Regions from separate parts of the Sus scrofa genome. Here region 2 is linked to region 1. Evidence: chromatin contacts called from public HiChIP or PLAC-seq data. All regions are on one chromosome and are shown on one strand. Each heading gives the region's core, a stretch centred on a gene start, on an enhancer-like site or on the middle of the called end of the contact. The rest is flanking DNA. Distances are from core to core; before and after follow the strand shown. Region 1 has its middle 43 kb from the start of KIAA1614. Region 2 overlaps LOC102161394 (a long non-coding RNA gene).

Region 1 (4,991 bases), core at 2,131-4,630:
GTGTGAAGTCCACCTGCCTTGCTCTCCTTGCCAGGATGGTGCTCCTATCTGGGGTCAAGCGATGCTGGCCCCCAACTTCTGTGGGTGGGAAGAGACTTTGATTTGTCCAGCCTCCGGTTGGACCCTCCCCATCTGCTCTGCCTGGGCAGCTACTGCCCTAGAAAGCTGGATCCAGCCCGGCCTGACCTCCCACAGGCCCGTCAGAACCCTTTCACTTAGGACCTAATGTGTTAACTAGGAGCCAGGCCACGTGCCAGGCAGGAGGTCGGGGAGATGAGAAAGATGGGCTCTGCTTGATGGGGCCCGAGGCTGCGGAGATGCGCAGACGGAGCACCTGGCCTGGTGGTGCACCTGGAGGCCCGCTCAGGCCTGGGCGCGAGCCTGAGGGTGATCAGTGATTAGCTGGGGGAGGCGCCGGGGGAGGAAGTGCGCCCACGCACGCTTTTTAAAAGGAGGAACTTTCAGGAAGAGGAAGGTCTTTCAGGCGCAGAGGAAAAAGAGCTGGTGCAAAGGTGTGGAAGTCTCTGCGTCTGCCCCCTGCCCCTCCACGGATGGTGCGCTGGTTCGCGCTGTGTCCAGACGTCGCCTCACACAGGTAAGCATTTACCACTGCGACCTCACAGAAGAGAAAGTGGCCCTAACTTGCGCCTCGGGCATGTCGCTCTCCTTAGGACGACGGGAGCGGGGCGGGAGGGCGAGTTCTGCAGCGGAAGCCGCAGGCCCTGAGCTCGCGGCGAGGCCTGGGCGGGAAGGGCGCCGACTTTGAACGTGGAGAAGCGCCTCTTGCCGGTGGTGGAGGGCAGGTGGGAGGCGAGAGCGCGTCTGCTGCGCAGGGGGCGGCGGGGCGCCCCCGCAGGGGGACCGAGGTCCGTCGCGGGCCAGCGGCGGGTGACTGCGCGGGCAACTACCGGGCGCCCAGCGCGCCCTCCGGGCGAGGCCGCTGCGTTTCTCGGGCGTGGCCGGCAAGTCGGGCCAGCCGGGTGGGCCCCGCGAGGCCGCGCCGTCCCCGCCCCGAGGCCGCCCCAGAGGCCCCGCCGCGCCGCCGGCAGGAGGCTGGGCCGGGCCAGGCCGCGCTCCAGGCTGCCTGCTTTGGTCCACGGGGCAGCGGATGGGCCCGGGCGACGTTCAGCGGGACGCGGTCGCCCTTAGAGCCTGCAGTTTGACGGCACTGGGTTCGTGGGGGTTACACGCGCCCACCCCGCACAGGCAAGACGCTAGGGGGGCGCCGGAGGCCGGGAGGGCAAGGACCCTCGCTTTTGCCTCGAGGAGTGCACGGCTGCTGGCGGGGGCCTCCTGGAGGGCTGGGCGGAGAGCGGGGCCCGGCTAAAAGGCGCAGGTGGCGGCGGCGCGCCGGGCGCGGCGGGGGGCACGAGCTGGAGCCAGCGGGGGAGGAGGGGGCGACCGAGGCGACGCAGGGACCTGCGCGCGTGGCAGGGAGCGGGAATGGGACGCTGTGTGCGCAGTGTCCCCAGGGCTCTTGCATGGAGGAACCGTAGGCAGCGTTGGAATTTGGGAAACCAAGGTGAACCCGGGGATTCAGGGACTTGAAGCCGCTGCTCCGTGTCCCATCCTGCTCTGCCTGTTCCACAAACATTCCAGAGCCCTGCTGGGGACAGTAAGGTCACAGTCCCGAATCTGCGAGGGAGGGACTACTTATCTCTGGTTACAAACTAGGATTGTGAGGCTCAGAGGTTAAATTACTTATCCAAGGTCACGCAGCTAGTAACTGGGGGAGGCAGGATTTGGACCCGCCCTCTAGGACTCCCAGCCTCTATCCACCCTCCTGGAACCCTGTGGGGCTCACCTCCTTCAGAGGCCCTGAGCACCCCACTGTTGGCCCCCAGTGCCCATGACCAGCTCAGGTGCCACTCTGACCTTCACCTGGGCAGGCGTGGGGGAAGGCCAAGATCTTTTTCCAGGACAGTGTTTACTAATAGCAGGCACAACCACTATGGGTCATGAAATCTTTTAAAGAAAGACCAGCTTTGAAAAAAATAACTGCCTCATACAAGACAAGGGCAGGTTTTGTGTGAGAAATGCTTCTTTCAGATGTGTGTGTGTGTGTGTGTGTGTGTGTGTGTCGCCTGAGCCATAATTTTAAATGTCCTTCTGGCCTTGCTCTGAAGGCAACATAGAACAGGCCCTGGGACTAAGGGGGGACATTGTGCCCTTAGGGCCCAGGACTGGCCAGTGGGAGATGCTAAGACCTAGCCTGGGGCTGGTGTGATTGTGCTGGCCCTGGTGGGGGGTGGGGGGAGAGGCATTTTTGCTTATACATCCCTGTCACTGAGAGGAGGCCCAAGCCCTGGGGTGGAGAGCAGTGACTGGATGGTCCTCCAAGTTGGCCCCTGGCAGTAGGATCCCCAGGTGGGTATTTTTTGGCAGGAGCTTCAGTTTTTGGTTCCCCAGTTTCTCCAGCTCCCAACTCAATGCATTCACTTATCCACCCAGTCATTTAGCTCATGTGTGTGCCTTTGTTGGAGCAACCTTCCCTTTGCCCACCCATGGACCCCTGGCAGCCTTCAAAAGTATCAGAGGTGCCTGCCCTGGCATCCATTCCCCGCCACCTGCATGCTGACTAGGCCCCCTTTCCTTGGCTCCTGTAGAAGCTGGTACCAAGGGCTCTTTTGTGGTTCTTTTCCCATACAATTGCTTGTTTATCCTCCACCAAACTTACCTGGCAGCTGCACTTCCTGACAGCTGGACTTCCCAGCCCATCTGCCCAACTCATTTCTCACCCCAAATACCCAGGCCAGCTCGGAGGCTATTGAAGAGTCAGGGCTGTCACCTGATCCCCTTCCTTCCCTCCCTCTCCATCACCCTCTCTGAAGTTTTCCTTTATGCTACGGCACCAGAGCACCTGCTCAGAAATGGCAACAGCCTTCCTTGGCAGGCAGCTCTGCGCGGTCTCAGGCTGTGGGTTTGGCCAGGTCGGAGTGTTGGGCCCTTGAGGAAAGGGCTGCTGGGATTGGCTCTGACACTCTGCCTGTGGAGCCAGGCCTTAACAGCTGCCCTGCAGGCCTGGAGGGTATCCGGGCTCTCACGTGGATGCCTGGCTGCCTGCTGGGCCTGCCTTTGTCTTGTCCTTCTGCAATCTGGACTCGGCCCCACTCACAGTGTGAAGTCGCCCTGAAGGGGGTCTGGCCAGAAGCTGGGCACGCGGAGAGGCCTCCCTGCCCTTGGGATGCCCATATCCCCAGGGTGGGAGCAGCTACAGCTGGGCAAAGAGAGGAGCCAGTGTGCCAAGAGCTACAGTGGGAGCCCCAGGCAGGAAGCCCCACCGCACCTGGGGAGCAGAAAGCCTTCCCAGAAGAGCCAGCCCCAGGCCCACTGGCCTCCATGTGGCGCAGTGTTATCTCAGGAATAAGGAATGCTGGCAGCCATGGGCGCTCACAGCGGCCTTCAGATGCCACAGCTCTCTCATGCTGCGCGCCTGACTGTCTCCAGGCTTTTCTGAGTTTATATAATGAGTTTGGCTCATTTATTTTTTGCACATTTCCAGCCAAATAAACAAAAGCTCCAGAACATTTTATCAGCAAGGCTGACCTGCCTGAGGTCCGTGACCAGATTTCTGGACCTCTACAGCAGGCTTGCAGGGTTGAGTGACAGTCAAGCCCCAGATAGTTGGTGTCCACCTTTATCTCTGGCACTTCTAGTTCAAGGCTTTAGTCCACTGTCAACTTGTGCTGCCACAACTTATTTGATGTCTGTTCCTCTCCTCAGCTTTACCAATTTTTCTGGTTAGAAAGATGCCCTTTAATCTAACCAGGGATGGTGTATGCCACCCCTGACCCCTGGATGGCGGCTTTTCAAGAGGCTGCATAATGGTCCAGTCGGACCTGGGTTCCCATTCTGAAGCTACCACTTCCTAATTGTTACCTTGGGCAAATTTCCTGATGGTTCCATGCCTCCGTTTTCAGGTATAACATGGGCCTCCACAGTATTTCCCTCATAGGGATGTGAGAATAAAAACAGTTTTACTTCCAACATGTTCCCTAAGGCTTTGGTCAAAGACCTGCTGGCACATCAGATTCACATCAAGTATTGGCCGAATATTAGCTTTATTAGCTACTGATGAGATAGAAAGTTGGAGAAATTTGCTCCTGGCAGAGGTGGTGACCCCGTCCCAAAGGCCAGCCGATCTTACTGTGAATTTCATGAATGGACTAGTATTTAATGGTGGGCAGAGAGCGGGAGGGAGGAAGCATTGCAGAGGTCAGAGAAGCTGGCTTGGGAAGTACACGTCCAGGTCCAGGGTGGCTTCTGGAGCCCCTCATTCCCTGGGAGGTACTGGTGGGAACACTTGATTGAGCTCTGCCTCTCCTGCCCGAGACGGGGCCACCCTGCGCCTGGCTGTCAGCAGAGGTGGGGCCCTGTCCCCAGACAACTGACAGCCTGGATGTTCCAAGCATGGGGGCGCACTGATCTGGAATGTGCCCTCTTGGAAGTGGAAACGTGGTGGCAGGGTGCACGGGGCCCTCCTTTCTGTGCGTCCCCTTTTTGGTTCGGCCCTTGCCTTTTAACATGTCCAATGTGTTTTACGTACGACTTGCGGCCAGTGGGACCTCTGGAAGGACAGCACTCTTGCTGCACAGCAGAGCTGCAGGTGGAGTCAAGGCGCTGGGAGAATGGGAACCACCAGCCTTGGGGATGTGCTTCTCCCCCTGGCCATGCCACAGGGTTCCCGCTGTTCCCCCCCCACCCCGGGGCTATGGGGAGATGTGCTTTTATCAGGAGATGCCTGGAACCATGTCCTCCTCCTCAAGTATTGACTGTAACTCTCAAAGTACAGATTTGCCTCTGTCCCTCCTAGCTCTGAGGTCAGGGGGACATCAAGCTGAGAGCTCAGAAGCGCCGCTGGGCTGACTTCTGTGTGAGGCCCCGCGGGCACAGTGGGCGGCTCCCCTCTCCCCAGCTGTGGATGGACCTTGGGGAGATGCTGCCTCACGCATAGGCTTGAGACGCTATGAAATGAGGAAGTGTCCCTGTTT
Region 2 (5,409 bases), core at 2,513-5,012, 180 kb after region 1:
GTGTCCCCTGTGAGAGTGAGAAAGTTGGGAAGGACAGGGGAGCGGACAGGATCTGATGATGGCTTGGATTTGGGGAGGATGCGTCAGGAACGGCCGGTCTGAGCTGTGACGCAGGTTGCAGATGCGGCTTGGATCCCGTGTTGCTGAGGCTGTGGTGTAGGCCAGCAGCTGAAGCTCCAATTTGACCTCTAGTCTGGGAACTTCCATATGCTGTAGGTGTGGCCCTAAAAAGAAAAGAAGGAAAGAAAGAAAAAAAGAATGGTCCAAGGGGTGGCATTGGGCTTCTAGGTAGACACGTCTGGGGGGGGGTCCGTCCTTTATGGCGAGAGGAGGTGAGCTTGTGTAGCACGTGAGGTGGGGTTGTGACCATGGGGTGGGGAAGTCCAGAGGTTCTTAGCTAGAAGGCAAGAAGCCTTGGAGACTGACCGAGGTGGGGTGGCTGGGGTGGTGACAGCTGGAGGAGCAGAGGGGTCATGGCAAAAAAAAAAGTGCCTGAGAGAGAAAAGCAGAGGAGCTGTTAGAGGACCAGGACCCAGCTCTGGACCAGGAGGGAACGTGGGGGCGTGAGGTCAGGGAGAGGCGGGGGGCCTTGGGCAGGAGCCTCTGGCTGCAGAATGAGGACGTCTTCTGCCCCCAGAGGTCCCCTTTCTCTTCCTGACTTCAGGGCTTGCTGTGTGGTCATGTTGGTTACCTTTCCGTGCACCCCGCTTCCCTGTGAGCCCAAGAAGGCCTCCCCCCCACCCCGCTTTGTGCCTGTGCCCAATGCGGGGCCTGGCATTCAGCAGCTGCTACACAGTGAAGAAAGGAGCTTACCTGGCAGGTGAGCTGTGTGAAGTCCTAGTGGTGTTGGAGCAGCAGACTGTTGTCAGGAAGCTGGGCCCCTGGCCCACTAAGTGGGGAGGAGGTGGGTTTGGGTCAGAGTTTGTTGAAGATTGTGGTGCGAGGAGGGGAGGGCGAGCTTGAGTGGGGTGGGGAGTCCCAGGCCAGGAACCAGAGGTGATGGGGAGGGAAGGGGAGGGCAAAGCTGCAGGAGAGCTTGCAGTTCCCGAGGAGGAGGAGGAGGAAGCTTATGCAGTTGGCTCCCTGGAGTTGGAGCACAGGGAGATGCTCAGTCACTTTGTCCATGTGGCTTAGGCAGATGATTCCCCCTCCTGCGAGGAGGTCTGAGGTGGGGAGCCACCTGGGCAGGCGGTTCATGCAGAGCCTGCTGCAAACTCAGGCATTACTCATCCTGGGTAGTGGCCAAGGGGCGGAGTAACCAGGAGCCCGAGCTGGCAGGGGGCCACAGGGTGAGGCTGGTCAGAGGCCTGGGGTGCTGGGCTGGGGCTGTAGTGAAGAGGCAGGAGTTGGGAGGATGTGGGAGAGTGGAGCTGGATCAGGATGCAGAGATCATGGGGGGTGTGGTCTTGAGACAGAGAGGAGGGGGAGAAGTGCTGTCTAGATCCGAGGGGATAGGCTTTGTTTGGGTGTTGAAGTATAGTTGATTTACAGTGTTGTGTTAATTTCTATTATACAGCAAGGTGACTCAGTTACATACATACATATATATATATATATATATATATATATATATATATAATGTTCTTTTTCGTATTCTTTCCATTATGGTTTATCACAGGTAATAGAATATGGTTCCCTGTGCGGTAGAGTAGGACCTTGCTGTTTATCTGTCCTGAATGTAATAGTTTGCACCGGAGTTCCTGTTGTGGCTCAGTGGTTAATGAACCCAACTAGGATCCATGAGGATGAGGGTTCAATCTCTGGCCTTGCTCAGTGGGTTAAGGATCCAGCATTGCTGTGAGCTGTGGTGTAGGTCGCAGATGTGCCTCGGATCCCCCGTTGCTGTGGCTCTGGTGTAGGCCAGCGGCTACAGCTCCAATTAGACCCCTAGCCTGGGAACCTCCATATGCCGCAGGAGCGGCCCTAGAAAAGGCAAAGAAAAAAAAAATAGTTTGTACCTGCTAATCCTAAACTCCTAAGCCTTCCCTCTTCCACCCCCTTCTTCGGCAACCACAAGTCTGTTCTCTGTGAGTCTGTTTCTTTTTCGTATATAGGTTTATTTATGTCATATTTTAGATTCTCCATAGAAGTAATATGATATGATATTTGTCTTTCTCTTACTGACTTACTTTGTTTGATAATCTCTCAGTCCATCCATGTTGCTGCAAATAGCATTATTTCATTCTTTCTTACGGCTGGTAATAGTCCATTGAATATATGCACCACATCTTTTTCATCCATTCATCTGTTGATGGACCTTTAGGTTGTTTCCATGTCTTGGCTGTGGTAAGTAGTGCTGCTCTGAACACTGGGGTTTATGTATCTTTGTGACTTATAGTTTTGTCTGGGTATATGCCCAGAAATGGGATTGCTAGATCATATAGCAACTCTAGTTTTAGTTTTTTGTGTTTTTTTTTTTTTTTTTTGTCTTTTTACCTTTTCTAGGGCCGCTCCTGTGGCATATGGAGGTTCCCAGGCTAGGGGTCTAATTGGAGCTGTAGCTGCCAGCCTATTCCACAGCCACAGCAACTCGGGATCCGAGCTGTGTCTGCAACGCACACCACAGCTCACAGCAACACTGGATCCTTAACCCACTGAGCAAGGCCAGGGATCGAACCCACAACCTCATTGTTCCAAGTCGGATTTGTTAACCACCGAGCCATGATGGGAACTCCTAGTTTTAGTTTTTTGAGCAACCTCCACACTGTTTTCCCTGCTAGCCTCACCAGTTTACATTCCCACCGACAGTGTGGGAGGGTTCCCTTGTTTCCACACTCAAGGGGGTAGGTTTTAACAGAACTTATGTTGTCTGGGCCATTTCCATGTGAGGCTGTGCGTGTGAGGAACTGAACTGCCCCCTCACCCTGACCTTGATTCTAGGCTGCTGGCCTGTGATTTTGTCCACGTTAAGGGAAGAGAAATCTCCCCATCTCCCCTTGGGGAGAGTTGTTACTTTTGCTGACAAGCACACTATGCTTCCTCTTTTCTGATTTCAGAGAAGAGCTACACATTTCCTTCAGGGAAAGGGGAACCAGTTCCCAAAGCTGTCAAAACGGTGGCCTCTGAAAAAAAGAAACCAAAAAAACCCAAATCCAACCAAGAACCATGAGATTGTGGGTTCGATCCCTGGCCTTGCTCAGTGGGTTAAGGATCCAGCGTTTCCGTGAGCTGTGGTGTAGGTCACAGAGGCTTGGATCCGACGTTGCTGTGGCTCTGGCGTAGGCCGGCAGCTGTAGCTCTGATTAGCCTCCTTCCCTGGGAACCTCCATATACCACGGTGCGGCCCTAGAAAAGCAAAAACAAAACAAAACAAAAAAAGTGGCCTCTGAAATTTGGCCCCTGGGAGAAAAGTGGCCTCTGAAAAGTGGCCCCTGGGAGAGGGCCTCTCAGGCCCCTGTCCCCAGACTCAGCCCGTTGGGGCAGAAAGAGCGTTTTCCTTCATCTCAGGCCTGTTCTAGGCCAGTGATTCTCAGCTGTGATTGAACAACAGTATTTGCCCAGGAGCTTTAAAAAATCCTATTGCCTAGGTAGCTGTGGGATCAGCCAAATATGACTATGACTGGGAGTGGGCATTGTGTGCTGGAAAGCTCCCCCAGAGCTTCCTGGGTACAGCCAGGCTTGGGAACCTCAGACCACATGCTGTCCCGTAAATGCCTCTTTATTTACAGCTTGTAACCCGATCTGGCCAAGAGCTGGGCAGGTGTGCTGATAGTGTGGTGCTTCAAGGTTTAGGGGAAAGGTGAGTAGGGCAAAGGGTAACCACCAGCATGAAATGCTTCTGAGTTAGAGATTGTCATCTGTCTTCTCACTGTTGGACAGCTGCTTGTACCTGGCACAGGCCCCTGTCCTTGTTCTCAAGGGTTAGAAAACTCCACCTGCACCTCTCTCTTTGCTTCGCTGGCTCCCTGTCTATATGTAGATCAGACTATTATGCATGTGTCTTAGTTGGCTCGGGCTGCTAAGTCTGGGTGTATTAAACAACAAACTTCTCATGGGTCTGGAGGCTGGGAAGTCCTAGATTGGGGTGCCAGCACGGTGGGGTTCTGGTGAGAGCTTTGCAGATGCTCACCTTCTCCTGTATCCTCACGTGGCAGACAGAGGAAGCTCTGGCGTCTCTTTCTCTTCTTAGAAAGGCACTAACCCCATCATGGGGACCCCACCCTCATAACTTCATCAAAATCTAATTATCCCTTGAAGAGTCCATGTCTAATACCATCATATTGGGGATTAGCACTTTACCATGTGAACTGTGGGGGCACACAAGCCTTCAGTCCCTAGCAGCTTGATTATCTTATGCTACCAGAAAGTTTTCTCACCCTCACAGAGGAGTTAACAAGGTCTAGTTCATAACCTGACTTTGAGGGCCGGAAGAGGTACTACTTGGAAAATGCCTAACATAATTCCCAGCTCATTGCTGAAAACAACATATCAAAACCATTATTGACATTATTGTTCAGATATGTTGTGCTTTTGCTGTTTGGTTCTTAGGTTTTGTGATTTTCATTGTGATATCATTCTTTAGTAATTATTTTGCCTGGGCCCATGGGCTATAATTTCTTTGAAGCATTTGTGCTTGGAAATGTGTATCTATATCTATATCTGTCTTCTCTTGAATGAACAGTAGTTTAGCTGAGCAGAGTTCTGTGTTGATTAGTAATTTTCAGGACTTTGCCGGAAATTCTATCATGTCTTCTGGCATCTATTGCTGACAATGTTGCTAGCAGTTTTGTTTTTTTTTTTCTTTTTTTGTAGGTAGTAGTATTTTCTTGGTTATGATGTGTTTTCTTCATCCTTACATGTCCTTACATCACTGTGACATGTGGGCACCTCGACACATCATAGTGAAAATACAAGTTTCTGCATATCCATACTTAGAGTTCCTGGAGAATTCTAACTTTAATAGTGGAAAACTTCAGATGGTATCTCTTTGGGCATCATTTCTCTCTTATTCCTTTTTTCCTTTCTTCTGGAATCCCTGTTAGCTATATGTTGATGCCTGTTAGTCTACCTTCTGTGCCACTTACCTGCTCTTTCATATTTTAAAAAATACATTTTCCCTCTTTGTGCTGTTTCATGGGTGATTTTTTCAGTACTGCCTTCTAATTAATCTCTTCCACTATGACTTCATAGCATTTATCCCCTACGACTGAGTTTACATATTTCAATGCCTGTATTTTTTGCTTTATTGGTTCTTTTTCCTAAGTTGCTTTTTAAAATTTTGCCTGTTTGTTGTTTTAATAACTTAGGTTTTAAATATATGGTTTTGTATGTTTATATATAGGATCTTTGAGCATCTTAAACATTTCTTCATAGCACTTGTTACTGCTTGGCATATTGTACAATTTTGAAAAATTACCTGTCTCTTTCACTAGAATGTAAGTTCTATGCAGGTAGTCATTTTTTTTTGTT

What was found. HiChIP or PLAC-seq counts read pairs in DNA pulled down with a chosen protein or histone mark.
Region 2: a contact with region 1 is called in an H3K27ac HiChIP or PLAC-seq map of alveolar macrophages. The contact joins two enhancer-like sites. A contact is called at or near these places in 2 of 5 promoter capture datasets (fetal liver and liver), 19 of 47 Hi-C or Micro-C datasets (adipose tissue, blood, embryonic fibroblasts and 11 more) and 2 of 2 datasets of contacts at active chromatin or transcription factors (alveolar macrophages and skeletal muscle).

Annotation. Positions count from the first base shown.
Region 1 is chr9:122,524,196-122,529,186 of Sscrofa11.1, forward strand. No RefSeq gene overlaps it. Among named protein-coding and RNA genes, the nearest start is that of KIAA1614, 43 kb to the left of the region's middle. Within about 2 kb of position 3,381, at least 16 of the 83 cell types and tissues checked have an H3K27ac peak or open chromatin away from gene starts, as enhancers often do. A contact at or near this core is called in skeletal muscle, where this site is marked.
Region 2 is chr9:122,699,244-122,704,652 of Sscrofa11.1, forward strand. All of the region lies in intron 1 of LOC102161394 (a long non-coding RNA gene), which reads left to right. Among named protein-coding and RNA genes, the nearest start is that of IER5, 68 kb to the left of the region's middle. Within about 2 kb of position 3,763, at least 12 of the 83 cell types and tissues checked have an H3K27ac peak or open chromatin away from gene starts, as enhancers often do. A contact at or near this core is called in skeletal muscle, where this site is marked.